Regions from separate parts of the Rattus norvegicus genome. Here all the other regions are linked to region 3. A link is a contact called in public Hi-C data. All regions are on one chromosome and are shown on one strand. The core of a region is the stretch at or near the end of the contact, and the rest is flanking DNA. Distances in the headings are between cores, read along the strand shown.

What was found. Hi-C and Micro-C count contacts between places; a contact is called where the count stands out from the background.
Region 1: a Hi-C map of mammary epithelial cells shows a contact between it and region 3, with 4 times the contacts expected there. The contact joins the promoter of Ppm1k here to the promoter of Herc3 in region 3. A contact is called at or near these places in 1 of 12 Hi-C or Micro-C datasets (mammary epithelial cells) and 1 of 1 datasets of contacts at active chromatin or transcription factors (oligodendrocytes).
Region 2: a contact with region 3 is called in a Hi-C map of Schwann cells, with 2.3 times the contacts expected there. The contact joins the enhancer-like site here to the promoter of Herc3 in region 3. A contact is called at or near these places in 3 of 12 Hi-C or Micro-C datasets (the A7r5 cell line, Schwann cells and mammary epithelial cells) and 1 of 1 datasets of contacts at active chromatin or transcription factors (oligodendrocytes).

Annotation. Positions count from the first base shown.
Region 1 is chr4:88,940,490-88,944,459 of GRCr8, reverse strand. Ppm1k (protein phosphatase, Mg2+/Mn2+ dependent, 1K) reads right to left here and starts at 2,111. Exons shown (of 7, transcript NM_001107863.1): 1 at 1,901-2,111.
Region 2 is chr4:89,709,314-89,713,569 of GRCr8, reverse strand. It overlaps the pseudogene Acbd5-ps1. Among named protein-coding and RNA genes, the nearest start is that of Tigd2, 33 kb to the left of the region's middle. Within about 2 kb of position 1,994, at least 39 of the 93 cell types and tissues checked have an H3K27ac peak or open chromatin away from gene starts, as enhancers often do. A contact at or near this core is called in the A7r5 cell line and Schwann cells, where this site is marked.
Region 3 is chr4:89,280,051-89,284,500 of GRCr8, reverse strand. It overlaps Herc3 (HECT and RLD domain containing E3 ubiquitin protein ligase 3), which reads right to left and starts at 2,056. Exons shown (of 26, transcript NM_001108631.1): 1 at 1,632-2,056; 2 at 1,028-1,168. LOC120102287 (a long non-coding RNA gene) reads right to left here. Exons shown (of 5, transcript XR_005503614.1): 5 at 2,220-2,614.

The sequences.
Region 1 (3,970 bases), core at 862-3,361, 340 kb after region 3:
TACTTCCCGGTCTTTATACTTGCTCAGTAGTTTAACTCCAGAGCTGTTCAATTTCATTTTTGGAAAAAGGAGGCATTATCTCCATAGCAGGTTTTGACACCGGGAATTTGAATGCCAAAAACAACTCAAAGAGGAAGTTCATTCTTACCACTTTACGCAAGCACCCAGCAGGATTAACTAACTGGGGGTTCTGACAATCAGCAGAGGGCTTAGATTTTTCCGCCCTCTAGGAAGCTGGTGAGGTAACTATAAAGTGGCACTTTGTTATCTTCCCATAATGGAAACACATGATAATTTTTATATGTATGTATGTATGTATGTATGTATGTATGTATGTATGTATGTATGTATGTATGTATGTGGCAGTGCAGGCCAGCACAGGCAGTCACAGGTTAGAGGACATCTTGTAGGCATACCTTCTCGTGCCCTAAAGTAGGTCTTGGTGCTAGAAATCAGCAGGCGGTCACTTTTACTAGTCAAGCCACATCACCAGCCTGATTTTTTTTAATATTCTCAAACTCCAAATTTCTTTACCACCATCCATCATCACCAGCAAAAACCCAGTGCACCCCAATAAATAACTAAAGCCATCTGAAAACTTCAGAAATGAACTTTAGAAAATCGGCAATCTTAATGTCTTTATGTCCTCTTAGAAGAAAGAAAATGTATTAGTTTACTGGAGAAAAGAAAACAACAAAAAGGTCAACGACTCCCTTAGGTCGTATGTGAAAGTCTGTTTGGATAGGCGAACTGAGAATACAGTATGGAAAAGTATTACTCAACTCTGTGAAGGGGTGTGTGTGATGTAGTCAAGGAAAAAGAGACTCGGATTTCTAGAAAAACAATTATAAACAAGAACCCATTATCCAAAGCTTCCTATTTAATGACACTTGTCATACAGTGGTGAGCTGGTTTCCAATTTCCACAAGCTCCAACACACACCAGCAAGACGACACCCTCCCTTCCGCGAAGCTCTGGAGATCTGGATCTCAGGCCGCCCCCAGGTTTTCTCACCGGGGTACGGGTCCAGCAGAGGCCACATCTGCTCAACCGGGTTGGTGCACACCTGGGGGTAAGGGGCTTCGCAGTTTCTATTCCTGCAGCTCCTACAACGAAAACACCAGTGGAGCTTTTGAGACTCGAAATTTTCTAGCTATTTCTACCCAGAGCCTCAATCTTTGTCTCCTCCGGGTAAATTTTCTCTTATGCAGAAAGCGGCTGCGAAAACCCGCACCTCGAGCCACATGTCCCTAAGATAGTGCTCTCCTACCAAGGCAAAACACAAGCTCTCAGATCCAAACAAACCGCCAGGGCTCCACAACCCTTTTCTAACCAGTCTCTTCACAAGTCCCGAATGGACAGGGTTCTGGGCTGGTTTACTGGCCTTGACCAAAGCTGGACGTGGCAGAACACTCTCCAGCCCGGGCAGCCCAGCAGATCTCCCGGCATCCGGAGTCTTCTGGCCGAGAAATAGGTCCGGAGGAAGCCTGTTATAGCCCGCTGGAGCGCACCAAGGGGTCTCGCTGCGAGGAATCAGAGCGGCTTCAGTTATCTTAGCTCGCTTTCTGATTTTTCCATGGGACCCCGCCCATCCCACTATCCCTGCTTCCCTGGCGCTCACTTCCAGCCCGAGGTCAAGTTCAAGGCCGATCGGGGCTGTGTCTGGGGAGCCGGATGCTCGGGCACAGCCGCCGAGGGCCTAGGCGAGAGCAGCTGCTCTCCACCTCGAGAAACGGGGAGCACATCGAGCCCGGAGAGATGCGCGTAGGACTCGGCCTCAGAGTAAGCTGCAGGAACTCATTTCATATTTCTCTTTCTCCTTCCTGAAGACCTCCGGGGACCGCCAATGTCTTGTCAATAACCTAGGAGAATAAACGAATCGAACTCTTCAGGCTCTTACCTTGTAATGGCTTGTGTCTGTAAATTTCTTAATTGGCTAATGGAAGGAAGGGAAGGCTTTCTTGGATGATAAATAAAGCTGAGTTCTCTGTTGATTCTGATCTCCAGACCAAGCAATTAGAGAAGCCACAGCCTCCTCCACTCCTGGAAATTCTTGAAAAAAAATTTCAACCGCAGCTGGCCAAATGGAGACCCGGAGGAGTATGTTTCTGATGATTGACAACAACGCTAGCCAGTTGGTGCTCAGCAGGGCAGGGCTCCTTGCCCGCCCTCAATCTGAGCCAATTACGGATCTAGATAAGAACGAGCCTCCTGCACTGGCGATTTGGCCTCTCAGATTGCCAATTAAGCCCTGTAGACAGACGTCAAATTGGGCCAGTAGCTGTTCGACATGGCGCCCCGCCCTCCCGATGAGCCTTGGCGGCCTCGAATCAGACGCCAGGGACCTTGTTTTTCGCTAGCCACAGGAAGGAGTATCGCTTCTGCCAGAGTTATCTTGGCTGTGACCCGAAAGAGAACAGGACAGCTACGCTTTGCTTGTAGAGCACTTGTACGTCATTCAGTGTTCTTGCTCGTTCTTTAACAAATCACAGAGCAATGTTCTTTGGACTGCCATAACAGGCATCTTGGGATGGCTCGCAACTATCCTGCATACCATAAAAATTCCATCTTTCGAAGGAAGCATTGCCTAGGATCTGGGGGCGTCCCAAATGACTCAAATAATCTAACTGCTTTTAGAACCTTCGGTCTAATAAGGAAGAAGAGGAAGCAAGGCAACAAATAAACAGTAAAAGAAAAATCACATCAAGAGAGGGAATGACTGAGGTGTGGATGGAGAACACTGGGCAGTGAATTTACGTAGGGCGCTGAGTCCCACAGGAACTAGTCAAGGAAAGATGGAGCTGAGCAAAAGGCAACAGCAGATGCCTTTCAGGCTGTATGAGCACACTACTGAAACCTGCCCAGGAGTATTGGCCAACACGAAACTAACTCCATGGTTTTTGTGTGGGGGTGGTTTTTTTTTTTTTTGACACTTTTTAGTCTTAATTTGTTTTTGTTTTGATTTTTGGGTTTTTGTTTGAGACAGTGAGAGTGCATACACAAAGTTAAGTGGGTAAGGAAGTGGGGGGGTATGTGAAAGGAATTGTGGGAAGGGGAAAGAATATGCTCAATATATGAATGGAATAAGTTCTAATTAAAAATATTCTTATAATTCATAATTAAGTCGTGTTGCCTAGTTGCACCTCCTGGCCCAAGAGCATCTGAAGATCCAGTGCATTTAATAATAATACGTTTAGACAGCGATATTCGTGTTGACGCCTCACTAACTCTAATGACTTGTGTTGGGTAGAGAGTCAATTTTCATAAAGCTCTTGAAATTATTACTGGATCTAGCATACAGACAGAAAAGTGCGCATACTGGATGTGGCTCAAGAGATCTTCACAACATGCAGCCTGACTCTGTATCCAGCACCTGACCAAGACAATGTTTCTAAGCCCAGGAGCAGTTCATCCTGCCATCTCACTACTGCTTCCTTGCAGGAGCAGCCTCTGTGCTGACTTTTAACACAGCAGATTAATTCTGCCTTTACACCTGATGTGTATTAAACCGCAACCTATGCGTTCTATTTGCTTACTTGGCTAACTGTGGCTCAACGATGTATTTGTAAGATTTTTTTCCCATGTTGCTATACAGTCGGGGTCTTGATACCTTTCCATTTTGCAATTCGATCATAGCTTATGCATTTATCTTTGTGATAGACGCTGAAGGCATTTCCAGTTTGGAGCTACTACGGTTGGTGACTAGCCTGCTTGGTGCCGTGAGTTCAGTACCTACTACCACAAAACCAGAAAGAGGGCTGGAGATGGTGCACATACTGCTCTTCCGGAATACTGTACAGAATTCCCAACACCAGTGTAGGGAAGCTTATGACCTATAAGTCCAGGGGGTTCAATGCCCCTGGCCTCCAAGGACACCAGCACTCGTGTGCACATAACCCCACACAGACCACACCTATGGACATAATGAAAAATAATAAATCTTTTACATAAAAGAAAATAATTCCTACCA
Region 2 (4,256 bases), core at 745-3,244, 430 kb before region 3:
GATGTTTGGGGGAAGATTCCCACTCACAGCAACTTATCTAACAGCTGGTAATTTATCACTTAGGCCCTAGTTTGGATCTGTGCTTTCTCAGTATTTGTCTCTTGGCCTCTGCAAAATCATATGAATTTTCTACATCTTGTGAGTTTTCTTTGTTAGTTGAGCAGTGTTGGTGGCACATGGATGGGAAAACTCTACATCCTCTTTAAAACCTTATATCCCTAAAACCTTCCATAGAGGTCCCTATTTCCTCCTTAATCTGGTTCAGGAAATGGCATCAGCCTTATCACGTTGACAATAGAGGCCATGTTGGAGCCTCCTCCACTTCCCTCATTTCAATGATCCCATTACTCATCAGAAAGATAAAAATCAAAAGTGAAAAGGCACATACCTTTATTCCCAGCAGTCTGGAGGCTAATGCATGAAAACTTCTGAGAGTTTGAAGCCAGCCTGGCCTACAAAATGAGTTCCAGGACAGCCAGAGCTATAACAGAGAGAGAGAGAGAGACCAGTCTCTAAAACAACAATAACAACAAAACAAGAACCAAAAGAAAGAAGGACATGATCGGAATGTATGACTGGCTACCTGTGGCAGGAGCTCTAGGAGCTCAATGATTCCCTAAATGTCTCAGTGGTACTAGGAAGTTTTATGGGTGCTGACATCTTGATGATGTCATTAACCGAGATGGAAACCAATGATGACCATCCTCATTTTCTAGACAAGATACATGGTGGCCTCTATCTTTATTGAAATCTCTATGATGGTAACACAACCATCTGCCATCTACTTTCTGCCTGTGGTGACCTTAACTCCATGATAAAGTGAGTCTACTCTTCCATCAGGGCATGGTTGTGGGGATCCAAATATCTCAGACTAATCACGCTCACTTACTTTACTGTTTTAAATAAGTGCCAGAGCTCAACCCAAAGGAGAGTTCACGGGCAGCTGTTGGAGTGGCTAGTGTGTCTTTCCTTCCAGATGGTTTCTAAAAACAGATAGAGAGAAGGAATTTATCCACTGTTCAGTTTTTATGTTAAAACAACAGTAGGCCTGTCCCTCTGGGTTCCAGTGGGATGGGAGAAGTATGGGAGGAGCATGTGCTTTGAAAGAAACCAAAGGTTGTCTGTCTCTAGGCTGACAGTAGCTTCAGACATCTCCCTAAAACCTATGCTACTTCAAACAGTTTTCTCCCTCGATTTTCTAAAGAAATGGACCCCTTTCTTCCTGACGTCCTTGATTTACATGGAGCAGAGATTTCTTGCATCAGGTTGCACCATGAGCAGTCTGAGTCCAAGGATGTAAGCCAGACTGTAGGTCAAGACGACAAATGGGTTTTCTTTGTTTACTTTTGTTATTACTGGTTTTGTCTGTTCAAGTCTTTGGTTGCCCAGTGATTTACCTTGCTTAAAAAATATTGTACACACCCTGCAACCACTTAATGTTCCCTTTTATTTTGATTCAAACAGGTGGGCTGAAAATGGAGAAAACGGTAAAGATAATTATGATTCCAAAGATAAAAATGCAAGATACAATCTCAACTGGGGAATATTCATGAAGAATGACTGCACCCAGCTGTCAGTGATTATTGCTAGAACTGAGTGGTCACAAGGCTCAGGCCTGGCTATCTGTATGTACAAACAGACAGAGGAGTAGCTAAGGGGGCTTTTTCTTGTTAGCCTTTCAAAAACAGGAGGAGAAACAGCCTCAGGGATCCAGCCCCACCCACTGCCATTCCAGGATTCTGGAGAGGCCCTGGCCTTGTGCTCCCAGTTCCCTTCACAGTTTGATTAGCAAGCACTGGCCCTGGATGAATCTCAGGATAAGCTCCCAAATTGAAGCCATCATGGTGAGTCATCCAGGGCTAGAGGAACAGATTCGTTTTCTCAACTGATTGAAAGGAGGAGAAAACAGGAAATGCAAGGCTATAAGTGCCTTGGCTAACTTTTCGTAAAAGCAGAAGATGTTGCTGTTTCCTGGACGTGGTGATTGTGCCTCAGAGAGCACAACTGAGATGTCTTTGTGCTGTGCTGTGAGTCATCACAGCATTTGCAGATCACCAGATAGGAGGAACACAGTGTTTCATGCTGGCTGTTTTTAATTCAGTGGGGTTGGTTCTTATTTATTTTCCTGACACTTCAAGTCAGAGGTAGCTGCAGGTGACCTGTCACTTTTTGGAGATCGAATGGGGTTTGAGATGTCTTGCCATGTTTCCCGTTCATTTTGCTCCACACTTGGTTGCTATGGTAATGTATTTTGGATAATGGCACGTGTCCCTCTCTTACATTCATTTAGAACTTTAGGTTTCTCATTATCTCTCACTGATTTTAGCCACCAGATTAATATAAACCATTCACGGCACTAAGCAATGTGTGGGAGTTGTTGATTTTTATTCAAGTCAAGGGAACACTAAGTGAAAGCTGCTGCTGTTCCTTGGGTGTTTCTGTTTGACCATGTGACATGATGTCCTCAGTGTAACTGGCGGATTTGTCTCCGGATGCTCTTTTTAAGTAAAATAAAGTAGAAGACTGGTTGAAAGAAAGCATTTGAAAAACTGAGTCAGGAGACACATCCTGCCTGTCACAGGCTATTTAGAGTCAGCCCAAAGGAAGCTCAGTAGGTCTCGCTGTGAGTTAGTTTTGTTTCATTTGTAATTTCTTGCATGTAGGCAGGATGTTTTCTATATTTGATCTTAGCCAAAAGGCCAAGAAGCGACAGGATGTTTTCTATGACTTATTTCAAATTGTATATTTACAACATTCTCTAAAGCATTTTCATTAAAATGGCAATTTTTTGTGAGTTTTTTCCCATTAAACAGATATTACTAACTTGATAGGATGGTGTGATTTCATAATTTGAGACACTGACTCAGGATGCTACCAACAAATTTGTGACCAGCCTGGTCCAACTCGAAAATTCTAGGTAAGGCTACAGACTGAGACCCTGTTTAAAAACAAACAATGTTACTTGTACAAGGTATTACTCAGTGGTGGAACATTGGCCTGTCATACAGGAACCTCAGCACAGGAAGAAGAGACAATTTTTTCTAATATTTTGTTAGCTAACTAATCATAGATCTGTGGAGCACACAGGTGTGTGTTTATATGTGTTTGTTGCAAATATGTGCATGTATGTTCAGTTCAATTTGAGGTTGGAGAACAATGTTGAATTTCATCTATCAGTCTACCAGATACTGTCCACTATTTTTTTTTGAGGGAGGATTTATCAGTGATCATTGCTCAGCAAGTCCCAGAGACCCAGCCACGGCTCCCTCCCTATTGTATAAGATTACAGATGTGTGCCTGCTTTCTCCATGCATACTCAATCTCATGCTCTGCAGTTTCAAGACAATCTCTTAACCAACTGAAGTGTCTCCCCAAATGAATCCACCATGGTACTGAGTTTTCTATTGTAAAGTACTTCGTAGTTCTAAGTGCTAAAATAAGAGAATCCACTATCTAATACTTACAGTGAGTTCTCTTGATTAGTTAAGCTAATTAGTAACAACTTTAATATATCCCTCTTTGGATATCACTTAGCTGAGGTCAACCAGAAACTTACTGGATGCTTTGTCTATCACTATATATCCACTATTACTACCAAAATGCTACACTGTGTAGGAGTTATTATTTAGAGTGATAGAATTCACCATGCAAAACATTTGGAGAGCTAATGTAATACATTGTATAATATCTTAGCTGACAATAGTATACTCTTATCCCTCTAGCATTCTGGGTAACCTCTTCACCATTAATCCACACTGCCAATTCATCTCTAGTTATTGATAACTATTTAACACGCAGGTTTTAGATGCCATGGTTTAAACTAAGACTTAAACTGGAATGATTGAGACAGTGCTCTCAAATCTCGCATGGATATTTTTAAATCTGGAAGCTGTGATGAGAAACTCTAAACTGTGTAGTAAATGTCAATAAACATTGAAAACTTTGGGAATGAAATATTCTGAGGAAAGACTTGGTTCTAAATAAGAAACTCATTGTGGAGTAGAATGTAATCAGAGGAAATTTTAAATGTATAGCGTGAAGCTTCAGAAAAATTCTCTACTTTGTATAGTTTGTTTCAGGACCCATGTCTCTCCATTATTATAATCCAATCTTCTGCCAAAAAGTCCTTTGTTGGAGCCAGTCATGGTGGCTTAAATGCATAATCCCAGTACTTGGAAGATTGAATCAGGGGATCATGAATTCCAGGTCAGTTTGGGCTACATAGTGAGGTGAATCTGTGAGCTACGTAGTATGAT
Region 3 (4,450 bases), core at 807-3,306:
GCTTGGAGACCTTAAGTTAGCTCACCCCTAATCAGACACTAGGCATTTGGACTAGAAGCCAGGACTGTCCCACCACGTTAAAGAGATGCACATTAAAGAAATAACTTCAGAACAGGGTTCTCCTAAGTGCTTAAAAATACATAAGGTGATGGTGCACACCTGTAATCCCAGGGTTTATAAGGCTGAAGCAGGAGGATTACTGAGAGTTCTATGTACACTTGGGCTATAGTAACTTAGAAGCTAGTTTATACTATATAGTATGACTCCACCTCCAAAAGAAAGGTATGAGTAAACTTCTGAAACTAAGACTATGTTTAGCTATTAAAGAGGGAATGTTTTTCAGTGTATATCAGGACCAGGGGTAGGTTAGGCTAACCTCAATCCAACCTTGATCACGTTAGTCATCCTTCATGTGACCAGAGCCAAGTGAGTAACTTATAAAATTCTTGCCACTTAATAGGGGCAGTAAATTTTCACTACTCTCACATCTTTTACATAGATTGGACAGAAACTATTGAAAAATAATGCGATTTTCCTGTTTATTTCTCCAGGCATCTTTCACAGCAAGCTAGCCACCTGACCACAACTTCTACTTTCGTTTCTCCCTGTTACCATATCCTCTCCGTGCAATACAAGAAGTCACTGACAGGCACCTCCAGTCACCCAAATAAAACAAAGGGGGAGCATTAAGATGTGATAAGATCCCCCACCGAGCAGCTATGTTGGTATGAGCCATTAATATAGTCCGTGGTCCTGAATGAGTTTCAGACATTTCCACCTTCGTAAGAGAATCCCTTTCAATTAGACTATCGCTTTTATTTCTGAAACTAGTGCAAAGCCGTTTGTCTCCAGCAGAGGCGCGACTTTCATTACTTACACAGCCGTATTTAAGTGGTATACAGATCTTAAGAGATTCAAGTTTGTCCCGCAACATGAAATGCAATACCCAACGACTTCTCCAACAGTTTGGACATTTTTGGACTCCTGCTTCTTTTTTTTTTTAACACGATGAATGCCCACTATTTACTGAACAAGTCCAAGTGGCTACCAGTGAACCAGGCTTCTATTTTTTTCATGACAAAGGTGTTTTGCATCTAATTTGATTCCTGCAGTCTAACTTCTCAGATGGGGTCAAAACTGGAGTGTGTAAGCCACCGATTTTGTTTTTCTGATTTATATCCGAGGAAAGGAATACAAAAAAGGGCTGCACTGTAATTTGCCTCTGAAAGTACCACATTGCTCTGGCTGCATCTTAAAATCTAATCCTTTTTACTTCGCTTTCCTGTCTTTCCAATCTAAAACTAAAAGTCAGTTCACTTTATCAAATTATCAAGTGAAAGGTTCTAGAAATAGCTTCCTATTTGTGGAAAGAGCCAGAAGGCACATAAAAATGGAAGATATCACTTGAATCGTCCTCCCCCAGAGCACCCCGGATGAGACAAATCCCAGCAAAATCCTAGACGCCTTAGGTAAAATTTAAGGCACTTCTTAATGGGGCAGGTGTGAACTCTAAAGGAAAACAGCCAGGATGAGCAAAGTTCAAGCATTCCTCCCCTAGGGCCCCGAACTGCACACGCATCCCGCAGTAGCCGGAGCGAGTCTCCCCAGGTTCAGCCCTTTGGTTCACACACCTGCTCCAAGGTCCAGCCGTCGGCTCGCTCGGCCGCAGCAGCGTCTGCACCAGACACCGGATCCCCGAGCCCCGCCCGCCAGCTGGGTGGGAGGAGCCCGCGGCCAGCCGCAACGCGAATTCCCCTGCCGCCGCGCCGCGATGCTCTTCACGCAGGGAGGTCACCCGCTGCCGGCGGCCGAGCAGAGCCGGTAGGCGCCTCCGCGACAGGGAGCTGCGGACAGCCCAGCCCCCTCCCTCCCCCGCGAGTGCGGCGGGCTCGGTGCCCTGAGATCGTCGCCCCGCCTGCACCCGCACCCGGGTCCGCAGCGCCGACCCGGCGGCTGCAGCCCTCAGGCAGCTCGGGCCTCCCCGGCCTTCAGCGTCACAGTAATAATGAAGTTTCCCCCCGCACTCCCGCAGATCGAGCTAGGAGAACGACTTCCCGCCTGGCCAATGGTGGCGGCGGCAGCGGGGCGGGGCGCGGCGGGTGCGGAGAGGGCGGGGCGACGTCGGGGCGGGAGGGGCCCGGGAGATGACCGGGAGGGGGCGGGGAGGTAGCGGTACTCAGGGCTGGAAGGAAACTGGGAGGGGGCGGGACCTAGGGCGGGGGAGACGACCCGGAGGTGGTGGGATCGGTGGCTAGGATGCGGGACCCACAGCCCGGGAGGTAGTAAAGAGATGGCAGGACCCTGGACCCAGAACAGGAGAATGGAGGAGTAACCTTTGCTGGAGTGAAATTGCTTTTTCCCAGCGAGGATGCAAAGGAGCGATGCCCAGTGGTGTAGGGGTTTTAGTCGATTGGGTTGGTTGGTTGGTTAACTTCTTCCTTCGTTCGTTCTTATTATTCATGCAGAGGTGAAAGGGGACTGTGACTGGCAACTGGCATGGTGTGCTGTAGGGTGACTGCCAGAATAGAGAGTAGTTCCAAACCGATGTCACTCGGGGGCCAAGTACTGCGGGTCCGCAGTGGTGCAGAGTAAGGGTGAACTAGAGGAGAGCACACTGCAGAAAACAGAAAGCATGAGAATCACCAATTCTAAAATCATAAAGCACTGTCTTTGATCTAAAACTCCAATGGGAGTGGGGGAAGGGAGGATGGGTATATAGAAGTATCAGCTTCGATTAACCAGGCCTCTAAGAGGATATGCAAGCATTCTTCTTCTCCCAAGGCCACAAATGCTTCCAGCTAGTGTTCCTTTCATCTTCAAATAATCTTCAAGAAAACTATATGGTAACAGTGAACTTATGTATCTGTCTGCCTTAAATTTGAAACGCTGAACATGGGAGCTTTAACCCAAAAAAAGATGTACAAAATTCTCCAAAAACTAATTTAAAATGAAGGCATGAGCCCCTGTCAACATATACGATTTTAAGAACATATACAAACAAGCAACTCTTAAAGGGACTCCTCAGTACATCCTGACTTAGTCATACAAATGTAGCAATAACAAAGAGGCCATGAATTTGAAGGGGAGCACATGAGAGAAGTTTGAGGAAGGGTAGTGATATAATTTTATTTTAATTAAATTTTAAAAGGAAATTGACTGTAAGTAGAAGAAGTTTTATAATCTGACATTTCCAGAATAATTCATATCTCATTAGGTCTTCAGGTGCCTACTCTGAAAACCTGACATATTAACCAACAGGAAAAAAGTCTCAAGGACTGACTAGATCCTGAGGATATGGCCTTGCCCTGGTGTATCCTGAGGCTATGCCAGTGCCCTGGTGTATCCTGAGGATATGGCCTTGCCCTGGTGTATCCTGAGGCTATGCCAGTGCCCTGGTGTATCCTGAGGCTATGCCAGTGCCCTGATGTACCCTGAGGATATGCCAGTGCCCTGATGTACCCTGAGGATATGCCAGTGCCCTGGTGTATCCTGAGGCTATGCCAGTGCCCTGATGTACCCTGAGGATATGCCAGTGCCCTGATGTACCCTGAGGATATGCCAGTGCCCTGGTGTATCCTGAGGCTATGCCAGTGCCCTGGTGTACCCTGAGGATATGCCAGTGCCCTGGTGTATCCTGAGGCTATGCCAGTGCCCTGGTGTATCCTGAGGATATGCCAGTGCCCTGGTGTATCCTGAGGCTATGCCAGTGCCCTGATGTACCCTGAGGATATGCCAGTGCCCTGGTGTATCCTGAGGCTATGCCAGTGCCCTGGTGTATCCTGAGGCTATGCCAGTGCCCTGGTGTATCCTGAGGCTATGCCAGTGCCCTGGTGTATCCTGAGGCTATGCCAGTGCCCTGGTGTATCCTGAGGCTATGCCAGTGCCCTGGTGTATCCTGAGGCTATGCCAGTGCCCTGGTGTATCCTGAGGCTATGCCAGTGCCCTGGTGTATCCTGAGGCTATGCCAGTGCCCTGGTGTATCCTGAGGCTATGCCAGTGCCCTGGTGTATCCTGAGGCTATGCCAGTGCCCTGGTGTATCCTGAGGCTATGCCAGTGCCCTGGTGTATCCTGAGGCTATGCCAGTGCCCTGGTGTATCCTGAGGATATGGCAGGGATATTGGCTTCATGTGGACCTTCAGTGAAAACAAACACCTCTGAGACCAAAAAGATGGGGAAGTAGCATCTGTTTTGGGGTAACTAAGGTTATCTAAGACAAAGTTCCCTAAACTTTCTCCACTTGTAATCTCTCTTCCCCCCCCCCCAAATGTTTACATATGCACATATAAAATAGACATTGAACTCATAAGAAATTTAACTTTAAGATGATTCTTTGTTATACAGTGTCACCATTTATTAAAGAGGACAGAAATTAATATGCTAGTTAGATTGATTGCTCATTTATTTTACATGAGGAATTAAACCTTACTCCAGGACAGAGATCAATGTCAA